Linked DNA regions of Mus musculus: region 1 is linked to region 2. Evidence: chromatin contacts called from public HiChIP or PLAC-seq data. All regions are on one chromosome and are shown on one strand. The core of a region is the stretch at or near the end of the contact, and the rest is flanking DNA. Distances in the headings are between cores, read along the strand shown.

Region 1 (6,245 bases), core at 1,637-4,136, 110 kb after region 2:
ATAGTCGTCTCTCCATTCTCTTTAGACAACAGTCACTGCTTACTTAGCTGTCCTTGGATCAGCTCGGAACTGCCCTGGTGCGAAAGAACTTCATAGTTAAGCATTTTAAAAAAGATTTATTTTTATTTTATGTGTATGAGTGTCTTGACTGTATGTCTGTAAGTGAACCACAAACATGCCTAGTATCCACAGAGTTTCAAAGAAGGTGACAGCTACCATGGAACTGGCGTACAGGGGATTGTGCGCTGTCATTGGGTGCTGTGAACTTCGGTCCTTTGCAAGAACAGTAAGTGCTCTTAACTGCTAAGCCACCTCTCCTGGCCCAGGATTTAATATTTAAACTTTTGTTTTGTTTGTTTTATTAGTTGAAGACATTAACTTTTAAAAAAGGTTTTGAGGGTTGGGGACTTAGCTCAGTGGTAGAGCAGTTGCCTAGCAAGCACAAGGCCCTGGGTTCAGTCCTCAGCTCTGAAAAAAAAATGTTTTGGATGTTCACATAATTGTATTTCATAAAAATGTTTGGAAATTGATTAGTTGAAAGTATAAGTCTGGATATATATAGTTCAGTAGTAAAGAGCTTGCTGGTGTATGAAGCCCCTGCTGGAGAGACAGCTATGGGCGAGAGGGCTGGGACAGCAGTTAAGAATGTATGCAGCTTATCTTGGGTGTGTATATGAATGTTCTGCCCTCATGTGTATCTATGCAGCATGTGCGTGCAGGGCACTTGGAAGCCAGAATAGGACGTTAGATCCTTTGCGGATGGAGTTAGAGGTGATTGGTAGTGGCCGTGTGGGTCCTCTGTGAGAGCAGCCAGGCTCATAACCCCTGAGCCATCTCTCCAGGTCAGCCTGGTTGTTTTAAGGCTGTGAACTGACAGTGGGTTGTGCCATGTTTCCTAGTGTGGTTCTGCAAATAGGAGGCTGCCCCTCAGGAGTGCAGAGCCTGGGGAAGGGAGGGAGGACCATACACCAAGCCCCGTTGGGAAGCTCATACTTACCGCCTTCAGAGCCATGAGAAATTCCTCCCTGGAGATGCGCTGGTTCTCGCCCCGCTCCCCCTTGCTAAATATCTCTAGGATCTTGATCTTTCGACTACGAAGGTAGGCGTACATGTCAGACAGGACAGGGGGCTTAGGCAGCCGCAGCTGTGGTGCAATTAGGCGGACATGTCTGAGAGCTCTGTCCTAGAAGAGGCAAGAGTGGGGCAGATGAGGAGGACTGCTTAGATGTGCATATCCCTACCCCTCTTGTTAAAGTTCAATCTCACTTTGAAGCCCAAAGATGGTCTGGAGGTCAGGATCCACTGCATATATTTGCCCTGTTCTCAATGTGGCCATACTGAATAAATCTCATTTTTACCCCCTGTTCTTACTAGGGTACTTTCATTGGCTTATTGAGGATGGGGGGCTGACCTTCAATTCTTAGTGTACAAACCATGGTTCCAAGTTAGGCAATGACATCACAGGTGGCCTTCCTCCTCTCCCTAACCCGATAGCCTTGATCTTCAAATCAGCCCACAAGCACTGGTTTATCACCTGCCCACGCCAGCAGACAGGTGTCCATCATCAAGACAGACTGCTAGTGTGCCCCAGCCGGGGTGCTTTGAAATCACATCCACGTGGTCCTTGACTTTCCCCCTGCCAAGATGGACTCTTTCTATTCCCATGGTGCGGCCAGTACTCAGCGGCTCATCCTGTTACGACGCAGTAACAAGACCAGAGCCGAGGGTGTAACCAGCACTGGCTCCCCTCCTCTCCATACTGGAAGGCTTCCTTTGTGGGCAGCAAGCCTTCTTATTGTAGGCACTGAAGCCATTTGAACAAGCTTGGGAGGCAGAGGCTGTCCTCTGTATTGCACTGCAGTCTCTTAATATGGATGGAGACAAAGCCTTTTAGTTAGATTCCAGAATCACAGACACAGCTGTATAGAATGATAGTCATTTGATTCTTTTCTTTTTAAAGTCACTCTGGAGTATTTGTTATGCAGCAATAGATCACTCATACACTTTCCTTTGGGGACTCGGTTTTGCTCCTCTGTAAAATGGGGGTAAACCACTTTGTCATGTCTAATCCAAGGAAACAAAATGACAACAACTACCCTGACGCCTTCAGCACCTTCTGGCCATTAGGACTTCTCACCTTGGCTCTCCTGATTGAAATCAAGGTATGTTTTGGGGTTTTCTGCTCCTGGCGAATCATGGACAGAACCCTGAACTCTGATGATGTGATGTTGGGCTTATTGTCCAGCCATGTCTTGACATCACCGAATGTCTCCAGCTGCCTCCGAAGCTTTGCCCTCTGATTCAGCCAGACCTTCTTGTCCACTGGTAGCTCCTGGGTGTCGCTAGTATCCAGAACTCTGAAGCTAGGCATGAGTGGGAGGGGAGCTTCAGGCGGAACTGTGGGCCGGGCTGGCACTTGGTCCTTTGTGCCAGGCACAATGATGATCCTCCGGCGGCTCTTTGGCAGGCGGAAGTCTTTCTGCTTCAACTGCCTGAAGCAATGGGCAGTGACTAGCTCAGGTTTGAAGACAGGAACCTTGCTGGTGGTTTCATCGAGGTCATCTTCTATGGAGGTGAAAGAGTGGTGGGACCCTTGGGAGAAGAAGGTTACAGGGTGACTTCCTTTTTGGAAGAGCACTAAGAAGAAATGAGGGAAGGGGCTGTTGTAGGAACTAGTTGTGTATCAGGGTGCCTGGTCCCTGGCCTGGCTGCATCACTGCATCACAATGGTAAGGAAAACGGTGTTAGCTAACATCACCTGCACACACCAACAGAAGACATGAAGCCAAGGGCTTTTCTACAGTCTGATTCCTATTACACTCTGCATGTGCTCCAAAGAATCTACCTCATTCTGTCTGACCATCCTAGGTATCACAGCACCCTCTGGTGGGGGCAAAGGCTCTGAGCCAGAGAGCTTGGGTCTAAGTGCTGGTCTGCTGTTGTAGGAAGTATTCAATCTCCAGCAGGGGCTTCTACCCTGTCTTTGATTATCCTGTTCCCAGATAAAAGAAACACAAGCTTTATATTTATAATGCCTCAATCATCACTAGAACCGGGTAGATATCCCCTCAATGCTATTAGAATCTATGTTCCCTTCAGTAAACCAAGTCATAATTTGCCATGTTCCATCTGGGTAGCTCTTAACTCCAATTGGCTAGCCCTCATGTGTAGTCTCCCCTCCCCCAGCCTGAAACCTGCTTGCTCGGGGTGGAGCTTCCTGCTCATTCGTTCTGCCACGCCCACTGCTGGAACCTGAGGAGCCACACACGTGCACCTTTCTACTGGACCCGAGATTATTCGGCGGGAATCGGGTCCCCTCCCCCTTCCTTCATAACTAGTGTCGCAACAATAAAATTTGAGCCTTGATCAGAGTAACTGTCTTGGCTACATTCTTTTCTCTCGCCACCTAGCCCCTCTTCTCTTCCAGGTTTCCAAAATGCCTTTCCAGGCTAGAACCCAGGTTGTGGTCTGCTGGCCGGACACAACAATTGGCGAACCAACGCGGGACTGAGAAACGGCAAAGGATTTTTGGAAGAGACGCTGCTGGTTCGGAGCTCCATAAAATAAAGGATAAGGGAAATTCATACCGGAGAAGGTATGGGCTAAGCTGAGACAGCGTTAAACCCGAGCGCTGGTTCACTTAGGTTCAGCAGTGAGGAGCTGGGTAATAGGCGGTAGGCCGTAGCTCTCCGAAGCTACATGAGGTGTGAGAAAAGAAAGGGTTTATTAAAAGGAATAGGCGGATTGCCCCAGTTAATAAAAAATGCATCATAAGGGAGGAAAGTGTCCCCAAAAGCAGAGAGAAATTTCTCTCTGGGCCTTATAGCAAGAGTACTCTGTTCCCTTTTGTGTCTTGTCTAATGTCCGGTGCACCAATCTGTTCTCGTGTTCAATTCATGTATGTTCGTGTCCAGTCTGTATGAATGAATGTTCTATGTTTTGTGTTGGATAATAAAGATGGTATAAAAAACTTTATCTGCAAAGCCGAGAGCCACGTGTTTCAGCCAGGAATCAGACACGTGGCGAGAGGGCCCCTGCTGGAAAAACTGTTCGTTTTAGGAAATAAGGGCGAGTGCACAGCCTCTAAGTTTCAGAGTAAAAAAGCTAGTAAATGGTTCATGATTAATGTGTTTGACAATGGTAAAGTGTTTTTTATTTTTATGGTTGTAGCTACAAAAATTATTATTCTCTGATTGGTCTAAATGTAACTGCTTCATTTGGTTCTTTTTTATTGATAATGTGCTCTGAGTGTTTTCACAATCAGCTCATAAGTTGTTGGTTAAGATTAATAATTGTTACATTGCTACAGATGGTTAGTGTTAAATTTAATAACTCAAGTTTAGAGTCCTTCCGACACATGGCATAAGGCAGCCCAAGAGGCTGGGTCTCTAAAGATATTTCTAGTTTAGGTAATAATTAATGTGGTTCGTATCCTAAATAGTAAAATTTAAAATAAGATTTAAAGCAATGTCTCTTTATTAAAGCATTAAAGCTTGCTTTAATAGGTATTCATAGGTATTAATTGACATCCAAACTTCGTAATATGATAGTAATGCTTCTAATATTGATTTTAAAGATAATAAATTGTTTTAAACTTGGGTTTTGCTTTCCCAAGGTTACAGGTATTATCCTAACCTTGCACAAAAAACTTAAAAATTATGGTTAAAACTGCTATTGTTCCATTGACTGCAGCTTGCAGTTTGACTTCAAATTTAAGATCTTTAATTCACCTGTATACTGTAATTAAGATAATTACAAGAGTAATCATCTTATGAGAGCGCTCATACAGCTCACTTCGTACAAAACTGTGACAGAGTTATCTAGTTATGTTTGTCTTTGTAAATAGATTAGACAAACAGTTTGGTTATAGTTGCTGCCTGGCAGGAAACTGCAGTACGGGCAATTTTTTCACAACACTAAAGTTGTGAAGAACGTTTTAACTGTAAGTCATCTTAAGAAAGAGTATCAAAATTTGGAGGCGTAGACAGTTATATTGTTTCTCTAGAATCGGTCCTTATTACAAGAGGGCCAGGATGCTCAGATTAAAAAGTATTTTACGTTTGAGTCAATGCAGGGCTCTGGGCAGCCCCAGAGCAGCTTGTGGCCTTTCTTTTGTTTTGCAAACAGTGCCTGAGAAAGATTTTTCCCGGTGTTCAAGAGAAATTCTTTTTAACAGTGTTGCAGATCTATTCAGATGTTTAAAATAATGCTTAAATTCAAAGAGTTTTGCTTCTAGTGAACTGTAATCACTAGAAAATTTTGCCTCTAGGTATGGCTAATGTAACTTTACATTATGTAAGAAAAAATTGTTATTGTTTCTGCTTCTATACAAGAAGCCAAGATTTTTAATCTTTCAGTGTATATTGTTTCCTAAGTGAAAAGTATTTTATTAACTAATGCTTCTTGAAGTTTACCTTAAATCCTTGCTCTCACCCAAAAGATTCAGAGACAATATCCTTTTATTACTTAGGGTTTTAGTTTACTACAAAAGTTTCTACAAAAAATAAAGCTTTTATAATTGTTATTAATTGGTAATTAAAAATTGGTTGTGCCCAAAACAATTCTTTGGCCAAAAAGAAAACATTATTGTAAAGTCATTTTTCTCATCCTCCCAGCCGATCGTTGGCCCACGTGGGCCCAACTAGCTTCTGTGGGGCGGAGTCTTAAGACACAGTTTCCCCTGTTCCAGCACAGATGATCTAGTTGTGTGCTGTAGATGGTGTTTTAAAATGCTGAACAATCAAACCTTAATTTGTATATTAATAGTCAATGCCATATCTCTGAGCTCGCAATTGCTTAAATTGTTCATCCCTCAGATACTATTAATTCTCAAATTTACAATTGCTTATGCATATTTCTAGTTAATAAATAAATTATGCACATGTAACTCTTAATAACTTTACAAGCCTTCTAGTTACAACTGCTCCTTAAAAAAATTGATTAAAAGTGCAATTAGTCACTGCCCCTTTACAGCCAAGTATTTAAAATGTTTTGTCAACTAGTTATTAATTCAAAGGTTTAGGTATTGTAAAATTTTAAAACTTTAACTTCTTAAAAGACAAAAAAGAGAGAAATTGTATCTCCGTGCATACTATTTAGTGCATTCCCATGCACACTATTTAAGTCTTACCTTTATTTTCAAAATCTAATATTTTAATGTCAAAGAGTTTAATAAATGCTTTATAGTATCTTAAAGGGATCTACTTATTGGCTTATAGATTGATCCTAAAACAGCTACCTTATTA
Region 2 (6,128 bases), core at 2,816-5,315:
CCAGACTGGATGGCATGCACAGTGTAGCTCAGGCCATCTCAGCCCTCTGATGTGGTTGGATACTAGATATAAGCCACCACTCCCAGTTTAAGACTTACTTTTAGGGCAGGAAAGTTGTTCTCTGACCACTGAGCTGTGTGTGGCAAGTGTATACACACACACACACACACACACACACACACACACACAAATCAGAAATGCACTCATAAATAAGCAGATAAATAAATGGTTTATATATGTTTTATTTTAATAAGGTGATTGTGATTGGGTCCAAAGTCAAAGACCACAAGCCCGAGGGTGCTTCTAGAGCGCTTCCCTATCAAAGAAAATATGGATAATTTTAATGTTTTTTGTTTTGTTTTTTGTGCCTGTAATCCCAGCACTCAGTGGTTGAGGCAGATAGGTTGTCAAAAGGTACACATGACAATATTGGTGCCAGTTTTATTTATGATGTCCTCTGACCTGAAGCAGAGGTGGGGGTGAGGGTGTGGGGGGTAGGGGAGAGTTGGCAGTAAAGGAAGCAGCTCCGGGCTAGTCTGGGCAATACAGCAAGGTTGTCTCGAAACTAAGCTGTTGGGTGCGGTGCTTAGTGGTAAAAGGTGTTTACTGCTGAAGACCTGAGTGAGATCCCAGGACCTACTCTGTGGAAGAAGAGAACTGACTCCTTCAAACATATCCTTCAACATATGGACCCCAAGTGAAAATACATGTAAAAAGCCACTTTGCCAGGCCCACTCTCCTGACTCTACCCCTTCGGTACACTGCACCAGTTTGCCCCAGCACAACCAGCTAGAAGCTGGTTCTTTAAAAGATTTTTTAAAAAAATTATAGTATAGAATAGAGTTTATTCAGGGCATGGGGAGGAGGGTTGAGAGATGAGAGGAGAGAGAGAGAGAGAGAGAGAGAGAGAGAGAGAGAGAGAGAGGCCAGTTATGAGCATGGGGGGGGCAAGGAGACAGAGCAAGAGCAGATTTTTAATTTTTTTTAAAGATTTTTTATGTATATGAATTTTTTACCTGTGCCGCGTAAATTCTTGGTGCTCACAGAGGTCAGAAGCGAATGTCAGATCCCCTGGAGCTAGAGAGGTGGGGAGGGTCATGAGCTGCCTGCCACATGGTGCTGGGAATTAAACCCAGAGCTTCATGAATGCTAGGCAAGCGCTTTGTCCACAAACCACATCCCCAGGCCCCAGGATAACGTAAAAAGACGGATTTTTATGTATGTATCTCTGCGCGTGCCACATGTATGCAGGTGCCCACAGAGGCCCTGTTGGAACTCCCTGAGCTGGAGTTAGAGGAACTCATGAGCGGGCCCAACGTGGCTTCTGGGAACTGAATTCTGGTTCCACAAGATCAGTATGGACTCTCTCTCTCTCTCTCTTTTTTTAATTCTCTTATTTACTCACTTTACATATTGATCTTGAGCCCCACCCCTCCTCCCAGTCCCACCCTTCCAAATCCCTTCCCCCACTAGCCCATCTCCTTCTCAGAAAAGGGGAAACCCCCATTGGGTACCACCCCACCCTGGGATATCCTGTCCCAGTAGGCCCTAAGCACATGGTGTGCCACTGAGACCCAACCAGGCAGTCCATTAGCAGGAAGGACATCCAGTGGTAGGCAACAGCCAGAGACAGCCTCCTCTCTGATTGTTAGGGGACCCGCATGAAGACCTCGGTGCATTTCTGCTACAAATGTGTATGGGTCCTGGTTCAGCACTTGCATGCTGTTTGGTTGATAGTTTAGTCTGTGAGCCCCCATGGGTCCAAGGTAGTTGACTCTGGAGTCCCACATCTCTGTCTCTCTGTCTCTGTCTCTCAGTCTCTCTCTCTCTCTCTGACTCCCTCTCTGCTTCAGGTCAGGGGACATCATAAAGAAAACTGGCATCAATATTGTCATGTGTACCTTTTGCCACATTTCCAATTATGTCTGAAGCACAGTTGCTGGATCACAGAAGGACGTCTGGAGATAGGATCGCCTGCAAGTCCAACGGACTTCAAACTTGATTTGATGCTAAGGGTAGCCTTGAACTTCTGCGTCTTGTCTACACCTACCAAGTGCTGGGATTACAGGTACACATCACCACACTGTCTAGGAGAGCCATTCTATGGCTCCTGCTAGTGGCAGCCAGACTGCTTTCTCAGAGTGAGGCCCCAACACAATTGTAAGTTCCTCCCTAACAGCAAGCTCTTATTTAAAGTGGTTTTCTTCACTTGCTAGAGAAATTACTCCCTCCCCAAAGTTTTAACATTAATTTATCTGGTTATTAGAGACAATAAACAGCTTCATACCTTTAAAAAAATAAGCTTTTAAAATAAGAATAAAAATGATGATAGGTTGGGCATACCTTTAATCCCAGCACTCAGGAGACAGAGCAGGCAGGTCTTTGTGAATTCAAGGCCAGCCTGGTCTATACAGTGTGTCCCAAGCCAGTCAGAGCTACAAAGTAAGACGCTGTCTCAAAATATAAAATAAATTAAAATATGGTTTTAAATATTTCTTTTATACATTGGATTGGGGAAGACATTTGCATGTCATCCTGTTTAGTCTCCATGCATCTCCGGTGTTATTTTTTTCCTCTTTCTCTTACAGACTTATTTTGTTGTTAATTACATGTAGATCAGCATGTAGGGAAATGGAGACATGCATGTAGTGGTGATGTGTTTATTAAAAGATAAAGAGGGGGGATATGTTTTATGGCTGTGTGGTGAGGTGTGGGGGAAGGAGCCATCGCAGGGCCCATGCTGAGGCATCCCTTCCTCCTGAGGGACCAGCTATAGCACCATAGTATAGAAAAGAGTTTATTCAGGATATGGGGAAGGGAGTTAGGGTAGTAGAGGTGGAGAAAGGCAGAGAGAGAGGGGAGGGGAGGGGAGAGGAGGAGAGGAGGGGAGTAGAGACTGGCCATGAGGAGGACTGAGCAGGAGCAGGAAGGCAAGAGCAAGAGAGAGCAAGAGAGAAAGGAGGGGGCAAGCAGCCCCCTTTATAGAGTGTCAGACATACCTGGCAATCCAGGTAACTGTGGGGCAGAGCTTAGACAGAATGCTAACAGTGGGCATCCAAAAGATCCCCTCAGAGGCCAGAAATGTGCTTTGGCTCTCTGTAGCTGGCGTTGCAGGCTGCTCTGAACTGTACGGTGTGTGTGCTGAGTACCCTGTGCAGGAGTTTAACTGTGATCCATTTCTCAATTTCTTTCTCCATTTGTTAGCCAGATTTCTGCTTCTTTGACAGTTCTGTAGAGAACCAAATTAAAAAGAGGAAAGCTTCGTTCTGGCTCATGGCTTCAGACATTTGGGTTTGTGGTGAGGACAAACATGGAAGCTGGAGCCAAAGGAGGCCGGTTGCCGAGTGAGTGCAAGAGAGGCAGGAGAGGGCTGGAGCTGGGCGGCAGAGTCCACGGAATCCAAACTTTCCTTCCAGGGTCAGGGGCCCTTGGGAGATCACGGAGGTAAACAAGAGGTCACCTTCTGGGAAAGCAGAAACTTGCGAGAATCTGGAAGGTCTTTCTCCAGCTTTCCAGAAGGAATAAACAGCTGTTGGAACAGACTCTGAGCAGCCCAGCTGCAGAGAGGAGATATCTTGGATCTGTCAGCTGCCTGCATGGTGTACAGAGCGCTTCAGGGTTGCTGCTTTTGTGAGTCGTCACTCTGTTTGGGGCTTTTTGGTGATGCAGCTGTTTTTGAGCCACACCTGGTACTGTAAATAACCCCTCACCCACACTCCTGTTAGCAGACCAATAAAATCTCACTAGTTTAACCAAGTTGGACCTTGGTGTGGATGTTTCTTGGTTCTGTCATGGGGTTGGTTCCCTTTCTGAGAGAACAGATGTGTGTGTGTGTGTGTGTGTGTGTGTGTGTGTGTGTGTGTGTGTGTGTGTGTTTGTCTCCCCAGGAAGTCTATCACACACAAAGACTGGTTCCCTTTCTGAGAGAACAGATGTGTGTGTGTGTGTGTGTGTGTGTGTGTGTTGTGTCTCCCCAGTAAGTCTATCACACACAAAGACTGGTCCAACCAGTCCCTTTGAGGACGTGCACCCAATGATCTCACAGCTATTCAGGTAAGCCCCGCCTCTTAAAGGTCTCAGCACCTCCTGCTAGTGCCACAGGGCCAGCCAAGATCCGGGCAGCAACGCCCCGCACATTCTACCACGGAGCCCCAGCCCAGCCGCTTCACAGTGGATTCTTCCTGTGTTATTACTATTCCACAGGATTTGCCTAATACTTATTTACCCAATACTTATCTGTTAAAATAACAAACCTAAGAATGGTCATTGCAACCCAAATCTTTCTGTTTTTACAACCTGAAGTCTCAGCATGCTCCAGGCAAACTCCCTCCTTCCCATGCCTTAATTGCCTCTTCATTTGAGGGAAACACCAGGGGGTTTGGAGTCCTACGGAAAAGATCAGGGAAGAAAGGCGATCCAGGGCTCAGCACCCCAGCCCTGCCGATCTGACCTCGTGTTCAGGAGTACTCCACTTTCCCACAAAAGGTCAAGGACGCTCAAGACTCAACAGAAGGCTCCAGGTGCCAGGAGCGAGCCTTGCCCCAAGCAGGTGCAGAGCTGAAATCCATCGACTGAATCTTAGAAACTTCCTGCTCAATGTTTTTCTCTGTTGCTAGGAAACCTGGTTTCCTTAGCTGGTCACCGGTTAGCACCCCCTCTTGTGTCCAGAAGAGCAAAGTTCATGGTTTCAAACTTACTCCCTCCACTTCCCTCCACTTCCCTCCTCTCTCTCTCTCTCTCTCTCTCTCTCTCTCTCTCTCTCTCTCTCTCTCTCTCTCTCTCCCTTTTCTCCCTCTGTTTCTTTCCTTCTCTGACTTTCCCTCTCTGTCACACACACACACATGGGCGCGCGTGTACATGTGGATGCAGGCGGCCTCAGAGACCACACATGTTGGATCTTCCTGGAACTGGAGTTGCAGGTCACTGTGAGCAGCTCAATGTAGGTGTGGGGAACAGAACCCGGGTTCCCTGGAAGAGCAACATGCACACTTAATCACTAACTCATCTCTCTACTTAATTTTTATCATGGAATACGTAGAAAAGTATCCAGAAGTCTGGCATGCCTTTAATCCCAGCACTCAGTTTTCAGAGACAAGAGGATTTGAGTCTGAGGACAACCTGTGCTACCTGTAGATTCTGTATCTTAAAAACTAAAGAAATGAGAGGGGCTTGGTGGCCCTTGGGAGGCAGAGGCAGAGGCAGAGGCAGAGGCAGAGGCAGAGGCAGAGGCAGAGGCAGAGGCAGAGGCAGAGGCAGAGGCAGAGGCAGAGGCAGAGGCAGAGGCAGAGGCAGAGGCAGAGGCAGAGGAGGCAGAGGCAGAGGCAGAGGCAGAGGCAGAGGCAGAGGCAGAGACAGGTGGGTCTCTGTCAGTTCAAGGGCAGCAGCCTAGTCTATAAATCGAGTCCAGGACAGCCAGGGCTTTGTTACAGAGAAACCCTGTCTAGAAAAACTAAACTAAACAAACAAACAAAAAACAAAGACAGAGGACTTTGCCACTCCCTTATTCAATCAGACATTGACTGCCCAGGAAATCATACATCTCCCGGATCTGCAGGGCTGTGCCTGCATTCTTTTTGCTTTGTGCTTAATTATCAGAATACATATTTAAAAATGGGAAGTTTGTGTAAATAAAGTCACACATTTCATTCAATCTAATGTTTATGGGCACTGGAGAGAAGGCTCGGCCATTGAGAGTGATTACGGATCTTGCAGAGGCCCAGAGTTCAATCCTCAGCACCCACTGGGTGGTTTGCTCACTACTGCCAGGAACTCCAGTCCCAGGGGATCTGACACCCTCTTCTGACTTCTGAAGGTACCGGGCACTCATGTATACATACTTCCACACAGACACACACATAATTTTAAAAAATTAAAATGATCTATCACACTATGTTTGTGAGGTTCATCAATGCTATTACATGAAAATGTGCTTTCTCATTTTCTTTTAAAATTAATAATTAGTATGTGAATGTATGATGTGGGGATTCAGCTGTCCACGCCACAGCGTAGACATGGAGGTCAGAGGGCTATGCCACGGAATTGTTTCTCTCCTCCCACCGTGTGGTTCCTGGGGATGGAATTCAGTTTTGCTAGGCCTGGGTGCTAAGCTCTCTTACCTGCTAAGTCAT

Evidence for each region. HiChIP or PLAC-seq counts read pairs in DNA pulled down with a chosen protein or histone mark.
Region 1: an HNF4G HiChIP or PLAC-seq map of pancreatic cancer cells shows a contact between it and region 2. The contact joins two enhancer-like sites. A contact is called at or near these places in 2 of 15 datasets of contacts at CTCF or cohesin (the G1E-ER4 cell line and pro-B cells), 6 of 484 Hi-C or Micro-C datasets (the G1E-ER4 cell line, the HL-1 cell line, centrocytes and 2 more), 4 of 115 datasets of contacts at active chromatin or transcription factors (the HPC-7 cell line, embryonic stem cells and pancreatic cancer cells) and 2 of 9 other capture datasets (adipose tissue and liver).

The regions. Positions count from the first base shown.
Region 1 is chr6:115,821,120-115,827,364 of GRCm38.p6, forward strand. It overlaps Efcab12 (EF-hand calcium binding domain 12), which reads right to left. Exons shown (of 9, transcript NM_001110506.1): 2 at 2,138-2,592; 3 at 998-1,183. Among named protein-coding and RNA genes, the nearest start is that of Efcab12, 14 kb to the right of the region's middle. Within about 2 kb of position 2,887, at least 116 of the 459 cell types and tissues checked have an H3K27ac peak or open chromatin away from gene starts, as enhancers often do. A contact at or near this core is called in centrocytes and pancreatic cancer cells, where this site is marked.
Region 2 is chr6:115,713,811-115,719,938 of GRCm38.p6, forward strand. No RefSeq gene overlaps it. Among named protein-coding and RNA genes, the nearest start is that of Gm24008, 7.0 kb to the right of the region's middle. Within about 2 kb of position 4,066, at least 261 of the 459 cell types and tissues checked have an H3K27ac peak or open chromatin away from gene starts, as enhancers often do. A contact at or near this core is called in centrocytes and pancreatic cancer cells, where this site is marked.